3 separate regions of the Mus musculus genome follow, and all the other regions are linked to region 3. The links are chromatin contacts, called in public HiChIP or PLAC-seq maps. All regions are on one chromosome and are shown on one strand. Each heading gives the region's core, a stretch centred on a gene start, on an enhancer-like site or on the middle of the called end of the contact. The rest is flanking DNA. Distances are from core to core; before and after follow the strand shown. Region 1 overlaps Gm30624 (a long non-coding RNA gene). Region 2 has its middle 19 kb from the start of Gm40763. Region 3 overlaps Gm20758 (predicted gene, 20758).

Region 1 (4,017 bases), core at 1,366-3,865, 140 kb after region 3:
AAGGAAGAAGCCGCAGGCACTCATACTGCAATCAGGTGGGTCATAAGCTCTGATGGCGGTATACAGCATCCTGGAAACACGCTCTTATTCCAGCTGACAGGGGAAACGGGCTAGCTCATCTCCATAGGGGAGCATTCTCAGCTGCAGCCATCAGAGAAGAGAAAGCTGTGGTTAGTACTTTCTACACACACTATCGGCATTCCCATGGGTCTGAGGCACTGGCACCCTTGGGATGGCGGTGCTCATGTTAGCAATACTCATTCATAAAGGAGTACGTGGGGCACACTCAGTCTCCACAGCAAAGAGTAACAGCCCGGCCTCACTTTCAAGAATCCTCTTCCATGTAAATGGATGTTCAACCTAAGTGATTTTGTGTTGATAGCCTTCCTATATATTATGCACTAATAAAATAATCAGGTTTGGTGCTTCAATGTGTGTGTGTGTGTGTGTGTGTGTGTGTGTGTGTGTGTGTGTGTGTGACAGAGACAGAGACAGACAGAGAGAGGGACAGAGAGAGACAGAGACAGACAGACAGACAGACAGAGACAGAGACAGAGACAGAGACAGAGACAGAGACAGAGACAACCTCAGTGTCTTGTATCAGGAGCAGTTTCCCTTGGTTTTTTGAGACCTGATCTTTCATCTACTTGGAGTTCCCCCACTAGCCTAGGCTGACTAGCAAGTGAACCTCAGGGCTACACTTGTTTTGACCTTTCCAGAGCTGAGATTACAAGCATGCATCACCACAACCAAATTTACTTGTAATTCTTTATTTATGGGATTATAATATAATCACTTAATTCCCCCTTCCCTTTCCTCACTCCAAACCCTTCTGTACACCCCTTCTGCTTTCTTTCAAATCCATGGCCTCTTCTCTCTCTCTCTCTCTCTCTCTCTCTCTCTCTCTCTCTCTCTCTCTCTCTCTCTCTCTCCCTCCCTCTCTCTCTCTCCTTATGTATTTAGGAAGGTATATATTATATATGCTACACATATATATTTATATAATATATTACATACATACATATCCTAAATACATAAATACAGCCTGCTCAGTCTGTAGACTATATTTTTATGTATAAGTTTTCAGGGCTGACCAGTTTAGTTTTGAATAATCATTGTGTGATCTTCCCTGGGGAAGACTCTTCCACTCTCAGCATTCCTTAGTCTATAGTTCTTTATGTAAAGACCTCATGGTCTTTCCCCATCCACTTTGGCATACATATTATTGTTGTCCTTATTGAGCTTATATTTAGGAAGACATGCTTGTGTGATTCTGGGTGATACTTCTGTCATGACTGAAGGACACAATCTCAGAGCAAACTGCCTGACCCTCTGGCTTTTACAGTCTTCCTGCCCTCTCTTCTGCAATGTTCCTCCAGCCTGTGCAGAAGTATTCATTGGGTCTGGGCTCAATAACTGGGTATCTTGGTTGCTTGTAGTTTTCTGTAATGGTCTCTGTCTTTTGCAAAGAGACGTTTCCTTGGTGAGAGCAAAGAACTATTCATCTATGGGTATAAGGACAAATATTTAGAATGTAGTTAAGGATTCTGCTGGTTCAGTGCAGTGGCAGTTGTAAGGTCTCTTCTAAGATTCATGACTTCACTAGCTCTCCCAGCTTTTTATTATTATTATTATTATTATTATTATTATTATTATTATTATTAACCAATGGATTCTGAATATTGAACTCACCCTACTGGTGCCTGCAATACAAACACTTCACTGAATGATCCAAGTCCCTATCCCAAGTAAGCACTTTTACCAATACATAAATCAGTCTTAGGCTAAGAAAGACATAAAAAAGTTACTTTATGCTATTTGTGGCCACCCTGATGAACAAAACATAGTCCCTAGTCTTGAATAGAACAGAAATTTTTAGTAATGACAGAGCCAGTGACGTGTTGCCTGCAGGAGTCTGTTAGTGGTGAAAGCCATCCAGGGGAAAGGAAAGTGTGGGGCATGGGGAATCCAGGAAGACAAGGAATGTCACAAGTTTATTACGATAGAACAAGACGATAATCATCTCCGTTGCTATATATACAGCTTCTTTTGAGGTAGACCAGATAGCTACAATAACTTCTGTTAACATATCATATCCGACTACTATATTTTCAGAAGTTTTTCTAACTCTAGGCTTTTACCTCTTCCTGTTTCATCTGTATTTTCTTCTTCATGGTCTCCCCTGTAGTCTGGCTCCAGAGAAATCTCCAGCTGCTCAGAGTGTGTTATTATCACCACTTCACGGCCCGCAGGACTGAGAGGGGAGGCTGGTGTCTACCATGCTGGTGCTTAAGAGTCAAACTGCCAGCTGCCTGAGTTTCTCCGGCCCACAGCATTCCACTGCTCTTCTGTTAGGAAGAAAAGGATTATAGGATTAGTTTCATAACACCACTTCCAGCCATCCATATATAGTCAGAGGAAGTCACTCACAGTGACTTCTATGACAACTTTTGGTGTTCAGGCCAGATTCCCCACTCAGACATCTGTCTGGAGAGGGGCAGCAGAGGTCTCAACCATGTAGGTGGGGTCAACGGGTATATTATTACAGCTGAGAGCTTCAGGGTTTTACATCCCTTTTAGACGTGCCACAAACAGCAACCACAGCAAGGGAACAAAGCACAGAACAGTTGTTCAACTTAGAAAGCATGGGGACACAGGAAGTATGTCCTCAGTGGGTAGGGCAAAGAGTCCTTGGGGAAAAAAAAAAAAAAAGCAGAGCCACAAATCAACAGAGCTTCTGACTTTGCCCGCAGCTAGCACTGTTTTTAACTGCCCAGAGAAAACAAAGGGAACACATTTATCAGAATCCCAGCTCTTTCAAGGTTCAACCATGCCAAGATACCACCCCTAAAGCATTTATCATGGTTGCTGGCAATCCTAACCTGGCATTTTTCAGGGCATTTACAGAAGCACATGTGTTCTTCTAAAGGACCTTCTAAAGGAAAATCCAAGATCTCTACCCATCTCTACCCATCAAGATCTTGTAGATTGGTAGTTAGTATGATACCTAGATAAATATTTTGAGATTTAGATCTGTAAGGGATAGAGGAGTATTGTGTTTTTAAAAAGATAAGGAGAAAGAGAATGTTTGATGGATGTGCAGTCAGGTGTCGGGGGAAGGGTGTGCCTCCAAGGGCCCATACTGAGGCATCCCTTCCCACTGAGGGACCAGCCACACATGGTATAGTATAGAATAGAATTTATTCAGGGCATGGGGAGGGGAGTTGAGAGGGGAGTAGACAGAGAAAGGCACTGGAGAGGAGAAGGAGAGGAAGAGGGAGAGGAGGCCAGCTGTGAGCATATGGAGAGAGAGGGGGAAGTGATGAGAAGACAGAACCAGAGCAAGAAAGCAAGAGAGCAAGAGAAAGTGAAGGAGGCAAGCAGCCCCTTTTATAGTGAGTCAGGCACACCTGGCTGTTGCTAGGTAACCATGGGGCAGAGCTTAGACAAAATGCTAACAAGGGGTTTGATTGGATGTACATAATAATGACAGAACACACCATTTGGGGAACTGTGAAGTATGGAAGAAAGACTAGATTCAGGAGGCTGGGCACAATCGAATGTTTCTAGAAACCATTAAATCTGGAGAGAGGCTTGGGCTGGGTCTTTGCGTTTCAGCTGGCCCTTGGGGAAGAAGCAGGAGACATGAGCCTGAGACTAAGATCCCATCAGTCCCAATCAATCCCACATGGTTCCAGATTGTCTGGCACAGAGATTTGGGGGAATAGGAGTTTAAAAGGCAGACATAAGCACTAGGAAGGCAACCCCAACCATACAGCATTTGTGCCTTGCAAGCATGATCAATCTCTGGAGCCCACAGAAAAGTGTGAAGTGTAATAGCATGAGCTTGTAAACCCAGGAGTGAGAAGGCGGAGATAAAAGATCACTGGGGCTCTCTGGCCAACAAGTCTAACCTGATTAGGGAGCCTTAAGCTAATAAGAAATGTGATCTCAAGGGAGGTAGATGGTTTTCCCATGAGTGGTGGAAAACATTGTCCTCTCACCTTTCTGTACATG
Region 2 (4,018 bases), core at 1,159-3,658, 210 kb after region 3:
TGAACTCTCATTTTCTAGTGCCTCAGATCATGATTGTATTTGAAAAATCCTTAAAGAGGTAATGAAGGTTAAACAAAGTCATTATGATGGGCCCAAATTCAACATCACTGGAGTCTTTATACAAAGAGACCAGAACACCTACTTAGAGTAAAGACAGACATATATCTATTGTTAATCCTGAGATTCTCATGAGAAGAGCCAGTTTCACCATCTGGACCCATCTGAAACAAACTTTAATTAAATATTGACCAGGATGGGTGTTGGTCAAGACTACTCCCTGGAATTTCTAGCTGAGTAGCCCTGAGACACATTTTACAGGGATTTATAAAGGCAAACCAATAGTCTGCCATATTTTCCCATGAGGATTTGATATTTTCCAAGAACTACAACCCCCAGCATTCTAGAAGTTACCTGGTCCTTCAGTGGGTTAACTTTGGATCTTACACTGTATACTAAGGCAAAGGGCCTCAGAGGAAACCAACCCAGCTGACACTGGTATCTTGGATTTGCAGCATCCAAATTCAAGAAAAAGTTTCTATTTTTTTAAATAGAGTTTCTATTGTTTAAGCCACACAGACTCTGGTGCTGTGGTGTTTCCAGCAGACCAACACAACAGCCATTGATGTCCCTGTCCTCAAAAACTGTTCATCCCCAAACATAGGTGTAACTTAGGATTTAAGAGACTTTATTTGCTGGCTTAATGCAAACAAGAGATGTTTTCTTGTGTTTCTATGTTTCTTCTTACCCCAGATAGGTTGCTTCTTCATTCTTTCTCTTTCTGTGTAAGAACACACCTTGTGACAGCATGAGTGTTAAGCAATGAATCCTTTCCTTCCTGCTTGTATCAGTCAGGACAAGTCATGATATGCCGCAGTAACAATGTGAAGTCTTGGGGATGTTGAACAAATAGGGGTGTATCCTGGTCTATGCCACAGGGACATTCCCAACCTTTCAGGTCATCTTACTTCAAGGACATCAAGCTTGCCTAGCCATAGACATGTCTCTGATACCACATGAAGTATTCTTTTCTTTCTCTCTCTCTCTTGTTTTCCAAAATCCCTTGCTGACCTTGGGATCTACCCTGTAAGCAAGAAACTGAGGCCCCATGCATTTGATGTGCTCAGCAATGATGAAAAGTGTAACTCCTTTGCTTCTTCCAGTTAATGACATTGGGACTGTCTCCTCCATGCACGGGGAAGCGAGCTCTGGAAAAGGCCAACTTCTGTTATGGACGCTTCCTGGTCTTTTCCTTTTCTCTTCCTTTAGTTTCCCTGGATCCAAGGATGAAGGGGAGGAGTGCTTACATCAGCTGACCTACCTTTCCCATCTCCCCCTACCCACTCCCATCCCCAACACTCACATTGCAAAGTTAATTAAAAACCTAGGGCAGATATGTCTGCATGATTTGAGTAACTGGCCCCTTTGTACAAGGAGACAACAGGGAAGTTCCTGCCAGGGCAGCTCAGGTGGCTGCTCGCCTGGGAGAGAACTGAGATCTTGTCTAGGGCTTGTCACTCTTTGCATGTATCTCCAAGGCACAAGTGAGACCAGCAGGCCTGTGGCTGTGCCTGTCACACTCACTTTACCCCAGCTGTCTAGAAGCATTTGACGGCTGTGTATACATTTGTGTGTGTGTGTGTGTGTGTGAGTGTAAGTGTGTGTGTGTATGAGTGTGTGTGAGTGTGTGAGTATGTATATGTGTGTGTGTTTATGTGTGTATGAGTGTGTGTGTGTGTGTGTGTAAGTGTGTGTATGTATGAGTGTGTGTGAGTGTGTGAGTATGTATATGTGTGTGTGTTTATGTGTGTATGAGTGTGTATGAGTGTGTGTGTGTGTGTGTGTGTGTGTGTGTGTATGTGTGTGTGCTCTGCTTCTGAAGCAGAGATAAGAGCTCTCTTATGTTATTAGCACTTAGATGAGTGTCCTGAGCCATGGACATAAACTAAACCCAAAAGCAAGAAATATCACTGGGCAGCTTCTTATTGCTTCTAATTAAATGTTGCTACAATTGTCACGACTGTCCCCACAGTCCTATACTTCCCTCTAACCTCGCTAATAACCCAGGGCCAGTGTTCACTTTGTTAATGATGAGAAGGTGAGGCTGGGGAAGGAAATGCTCTCTGTACCCAAGCATCACAAGCATCAAGTGTCTGGACTGGCAACCGGTGTCCTCTAACCTGCAACAAACAGTCTTCGGAATTTACAAACAGAGATCCAAGACGTCCCTGAGCTGTGCCAGCTAAGCCAGTGGGTGCCGATGTGTGATCTGAACTACACCTCCCAATAAGCCTGCAATGATCAGCAGACCCAAAAGCGTTCCTATCTACCCAAACACACGCATAGTGTGCTGTAGGCATCTGTAAAAGCAGGTTGGGGACCGTAGTAATACAATGCTCTGGAAAGAGGAAATAGCTGGTAATTAGCTTAGTCCTTCTTATTCCCTGCTGAGAGTTTCTGCACCTGGGCACTGTGCCCACGGTAAAGGGAGAGGAAGAACCATAACCTAAGGAAGACTTGCAAGTGACTGAAGCACAGAGGTAGAAATGCCAGGGTCTTGCCTCACCCTGAGGCAGTCGGAGCAAAACAGTCTGAGTTAGAATTAGCTTCACGTCAACTGGAACGGCAGCTTAAGAACTCCTCTTGTCAGAGATTTTTTTCCCCCTTTTCCAGTCGAAAGAACTAAAGACAAGCCCGAAGTCAGAAGAACAATAAAGCAGGTAAAAACTTGCACTGAACACAAACAGAGACCCATTCTTGTGACTGGCAAGCCATAGGTCATGGTTCGGTACTTCAGTATGACGGCCGTATTCCCTCTGTGACTCACATGCTCTCTGTAGAAAGACTCTGCGGGGAGGATATGAGTAGCTAGCTTAAATAATTGCAGGGTACCTGTGCCACCGGGACTCCTGTTGCTGGAGCGACCGCATCTCTCCGTATTCAGGGAAGTGTTTTCATATGACCCAGCCAAGGAGCTCATGTCTGTGACACCCCGGGGAAATTAAGGAATGATTTTTGAGAAACGGCAGACGAAATTAAGGTTCTTGTAGAATTGGGCTGGATTTTCTCAGAAGAGAATATAAATACCAGTCTGGCAGGAAGGTACATGCCTGTAACCCTGGCACTCGGGACACAGGGGTAAAAGGCTTATGAGTTCAAAGGCAATCAAGAGCTATAAACAGAGGTGGAGGCCAATTTTGGCTACATGGTAAGACCCCATCTCAAGTAAGTAAGTAAATTAATGGCTGGCACTGTGCTCTAACAAGGTCGTCTTTATCTCTAGACTTAGAAGAATCCCATGAGATAGCAGTATTATCACTAGTATTTTTGAAGTGAGGAGACAGACTAGGAGATATTAATTAACACCCCAAGGTCACAAGTGCTAGTAAAGGCAGCCTTCCAGCCCAGTTGTGCAGGCTGCTAGACCCACCATGGCCTTCCCTACCCACTGCTCCACAAATCCTGCCCTTAAGAACCAAGGCAATATCAACACAGAGCTATTCTCTTTTTTTTTTTTTTTTTTTTTTTTTTTTTATTTATTATATGTAAGTACACTGTAGCTGTCTTCAGACGCACCAGAAGAGGGCATCAGATCTCTGTTACAGGTGGTTGTGAGCCACCATGTGGTTGCTGGGATTTGAACTTTGGACCTTTGGAAGAGCAGTCGGGTGCTCTTACCCCCTGAGCCATCTCACCAGCCCCCAGAGCTATTCTCTTAACTTTTAGAATTGTACAATATTTATTTTCATAATTGTAAATAACCTTACGTCCTAATGTCCATCCTTTTGAGGAGTCATGAATATTCTCACCCATCCTGAAATAGTTCCATCCCATGCTGGAGGGAAAGGAGCCTGAGTTTTAGATTCATTTGCTCAGCACTGCAACGCAGCGGGGACGATGGCTCATTTCCACGGACACAGCAAATCCCCTCTATGTCAAGGACCATGAGCTGTGCTGGTGAGTTGGCTCAGGAGGCAAAGGGGCTTGCCACCAAGACCGATGGCCTCAGTTCAATCCCTGG
Region 3 (3,699 bases), core at 283-2,782:
AATGGCCTGGTCAGAGCAATGATGCTTTGGCCCTGCCCTTTATGACCACCAGATACCCTGCTGATGCTGAGTGATACATACACACACACACACATCACCAGCCTGAACACTTACTGTTCTTGCTTCTTTGTTTCCCCTTCTCAAGCAAGGATCTGAGCCATATGTTCACAACCTTTAGCTCTGTTCAGAGAAGAAGAGGCCTCATCTCTTCACGGTCCCCTATCTTAACAGCACCATCCACGCTATTAAGTCCCTGAATTTGTGGAAGAACATGTTCAAGCCCACGGGAGCTCCCTGGACTTCTTGCTATGGGCTCTAGACTCTCATGGTCTTGTCTGCTCATCTTGTTATCCTACATAATTTAGAAATAAAAATCTTGCATCTTCTGGGTCCTTCTGAGGATCTCCCATTTTCTCTTGGTTTCATGATTCATATGGAAAAGATTGACAGCTTAACTACTCAGTATGGGCCTCCATTCATAGAATTGGAGAGACGACTGCTGAACTGGGAGAGAAGAGAGATGCTCTTTAGACTAATAAACTAGTCTACATTTTCCTCTTAAATATCATGTTGGTTATATCCTACTTATTACTTTATAATATCTCTGCAGGAAAATCAAGTTTTCCTGCACCTAATATATCTATACTATTATAGATGTAATATATCTATACTATCTATATGTATTATTTCAGTCATCGTAAAAATCGTAGGTCTTAGAGTTTTGATTGATCCTAGCTATTTAACACACAGGATGTTCCACATATATTTATTCTGGGCAAAGTTATTCTTATACTATTTTAGTACCTTTGTCGTCTACAGTCTAAGAATCAGAGGCCTTTTCATCAGTCTGTGAGGGTTTAAAATTAGCCCTCCTTCTGATTTGCTAGCAAGGTAAACCGTTGACAAACCATGACATATGAAGAATAAACATGGGTTGTGGTTTGGGACACAAGAGAATCACAGTGGGAAGATTGTTTTTAAAGGCTCAGCTCATCGGGGAATAGAAAGAAGAAAGAAGAGAGACTGCCTGCACCAGGCTAGAAGCCATTCTTTGTGTTCTGCTTCCTGGCAGAACAACAGCAGAGGTGCGGCAGCTTCTGTTGCTCCCTGGGGAACTGACAGAACAAAGAAGTCAACACTCTTTGGTTTCCGAGAGAGACATTTAAGCAAGAATCGCCTGTCTTTCCTCTTTGTTTCTTCTTCTTCCTTTATTATTGAATCCAAAAGACACTTCGAGGGTTGAAATCCTTTTCAAAATTAGTTTAAGTCTGGGGCAAGAGTTCGGTATTTTAGTGGAAATTGCAGCAGGCTTATTTTGGTTCTTTTCATCAAGTCCTCTAATTTGACATTCGGTTGTTAATTCTTGAGTCAGTTTTTACTTTTTTTCCCCCACCAAGCTACAGTTAAAACTTAGCATCTCCAATTTTCTCTAAAATGCTTGGCAGCACTGTGGGTACAGCTCTAGGTAACGCCCGATGTAAATGACTTCCCTGTCTAACCTGACGCCTGTCAAGGGTTAATGAGAGGATGCCAGCCTCTGCTTTGCAGAGTGCCTGTGGTTACTCCTCTAAAATGTAGTCACTGACATTCTAATCCCCAGGGTGATGGAATAAAGGGGCAGGGGCTTGGAGAATAAATAGAGCACGAAAACAGAGTTCCTCAGGCTGGAGAGATGGCTCAGCAGTTAAGAGCGTTGACTGCTCTTCCAGAGGTCCTAAGTTCAATTCCCAGCATCCACATGATAGCTCACAACCATCTGTAATGAGGTCCCATGCACTCTTCTGTTGTGTCTGAAGACAGCTGCACTGTACTCATATAAAAAAAAATAAATCTTTAAAAAAAAAGAAAGAAAGGAAAAGAAATTGGAATTCCTAGGAAAGAGACTAGTGCCCTTATTTTTAAAATAAAATAATATAAAATAAAATCCAAGTCTTGGGCCAAGAGACAGTGGTAGATTACTCCATTAACATGTGCAAAACACTAGGTTCGAATTCTAGCATCAGAAAGAAGAAGACAAGACAAGGTTTTGCAAATAATAATAATAATAATAGACCCAATGAAAAGATCTCTTCCCACCTCTGCCATACCGGAACCCAGAAAGAAGGTACCAACTAAGAATCAATAAGCAACTGCTTGCCAAATCTTCCCAAGCTTTTGATTTTAGACTTCAGTACCTAGAACTAAGAAAATTTAACTTCTATTTTCTATAAACTGCCTAGCCTGTGGTCTATTTTTTTTACTAGCATGCCCAACAGACTAAGACTTACCTAGGATTTACCATGGGTAACAGTAGATGAGACTTCTTAAGACTCAAAGATTAAGAATACTGTCATAACCGAGTAATGCCAGCACTTGGGAAGCAGAGACAGGCAGATCTCGGAGTCTGAGGACAGCCTGGCCTATATATTGGGTTCTGGGACAACCAGAGCTACATAATGAAACCTTGTCTTGGAAAAAAAAAAAAAAGAATATTGTCACACCCCACATTACTTGGTTGTTGGGTTGCGCTTGTCTGCGAGTGTTAGGGGTGTAGCCTACTTAAGCTCCCCTAGATCTTATAGAAGTCCTCCAGTTTTGGCTTCCTGAATTCTGGGACTAAAAGCATGAGTTACCATGTACCCTGATTCAGGCTGTATTTGAACTTAGGAACAAAGCCAGCTGGACCCACAAGTGAGAAAGAATTTGAGATCTTCCAGTGAGTGGCTAAACTCATACTAGACTGACTGCTCAGTCCCAACTGCCTTTTAAGACAGCGTCCACTGCGGCCCTGTTCCATCATGGATACACTGTTCCAGATGAGAGTAACTGCTCTCTCTCTCTTTATCTTTCTCTGTCCTTCTCCCTCTCCCCTTCCTCCTTCCTCTCCCCTCTCTTCTTCCCTCCTACTTCCCTCTCCTTCTCTTCCCCTCTCCTCCTTCCCCTCCCCCTCCTCTCTCTCTCCCCCTCCCCCTTCCCCTCCCCCTCCTCTCTCTCTTCCCCTCCCCCTTCCTCTCCCCTCGACTCCCCTCTCCCTCTCTCTTCCCCCTCCATCTCCTCCCCTCCCCTCCCATACCCTTTCAAATCCTTGACTTGTGTTTCTTCTTGTCAGCAGCAGGGCTCAGACGTAGATGAATCACCAGGAGAGATTAGAATCTTCCTTGGCAGATTTTGCTAATTAGATTCGCATATTCCCTTGTCTCTAAAAATCCACTCAGCCTGTACTGGATGCTCTTGACCCTTGAAGTTTTAATATTTTAGTCTCACAGATTTGCTGCTTTTAGTATCTTCCTAGGGCACTTTTCCCCTTCTATTGTGAATTTTTCCCATCCCTCCACCCTTACTCCATGAGTCACAGACTGAGTGCTTCCGAGATCCGAGAGATGATACAGATACTCAAAACAGGTGTTAGGAGAGGATAACCACACGGCTCTCTTATTTTTAGATTCCCATCATATGCTCAGTAACAAAATATTTTTCACCAACACACACACACACACACAGGTCCAGGCTTAAATGGCTGCCGATATTCCGTGTCGAGGAGGTAAAGAATGGCTGAACCCATGGAGAAGCAGGAGCAACTGCTTCTTGGCTCTGTCAGCTCCAGCCAATGGATACTACTCGTATTAGCAGAGATTTACCATTTCTCAAAACAACAGGAAAGTTCAGACTTTCAAAACTAAAGTTTTGTTTAAGCCACATATCTACATGTTAACAATAGGC

What was found. HiChIP or PLAC-seq counts read pairs in DNA pulled down with a chosen protein or histone mark.
Region 1: a RAD21 HiChIP or PLAC-seq map of pro-B cells shows a contact between it and region 3, with 2.1 times the contacts expected there. The contact joins two enhancer-like sites. A contact is called at or near these places in 2 of 15 datasets of contacts at CTCF or cohesin (the NIH/3T3 cell line and pro-B cells), 2 of 484 Hi-C or Micro-C datasets (muscle stem cells and myocytes) and 1 of 9 other capture datasets (embryonic stem cells).
Region 2: a RAD21 HiChIP or PLAC-seq map of pro-B cells shows a contact between it and region 3, with 5 times the contacts expected there. The contact joins two enhancer-like sites. A contact is called at or near these places in 2 of 15 datasets of contacts at CTCF or cohesin (the NIH/3T3 cell line and pro-B cells), 2 of 484 Hi-C or Micro-C datasets (bone marrow-derived macrophages and olfactory sensory neurons) and 3 of 115 datasets of contacts at active chromatin or transcription factors (differentiating embryonic stem cells, embryonic stem cells and large pre-B cells).

Annotation. Positions count from the first base shown.
Region 1 is chr10:111,723,494-111,727,510 of GRCm38.p6, reverse strand. It overlaps Gm30624 (a long non-coding RNA gene), which reads right to left. Exons shown (of 6, transcript XR_001779641.2): 3 at 2,142-2,348; 4 at 1-141. Among named protein-coding and RNA genes, the nearest start is that of Gm30624, 40 kb to the right of the region's middle. Within about 2 kb of position 2,615, at least 38 of the 459 cell types and tissues checked have an H3K27ac peak or open chromatin away from gene starts, as enhancers often do. A contact at or near this core is called in pro-B cells, where this site is marked.
Region 2 is chr10:111,653,416-111,657,433 of GRCm38.p6, reverse strand. No RefSeq gene overlaps it. Among named protein-coding and RNA genes, the nearest start is that of Gm40763, 19 kb to the right of the region's middle. Within about 2 kb of position 2,408, at least 29 of the 459 cell types and tissues checked have an H3K27ac peak or open chromatin away from gene starts, as enhancers often do. A contact at or near this core is called in pro-B cells, where this site is marked.
Region 3 is chr10:111,865,149-111,868,847 of GRCm38.p6, reverse strand. The region is part of intron 2 of Gm20758 (predicted gene, 20758); the gene reads left to right. Among named protein-coding and RNA genes, the nearest start is that of Gm20758, 7.4 kb to the left of the region's middle. Within about 2 kb of position 1,532, at least 33 of the 459 cell types and tissues checked have an H3K27ac peak or open chromatin away from gene starts, as enhancers often do. A contact at or near this core is called in pro-B cells, where this site is marked.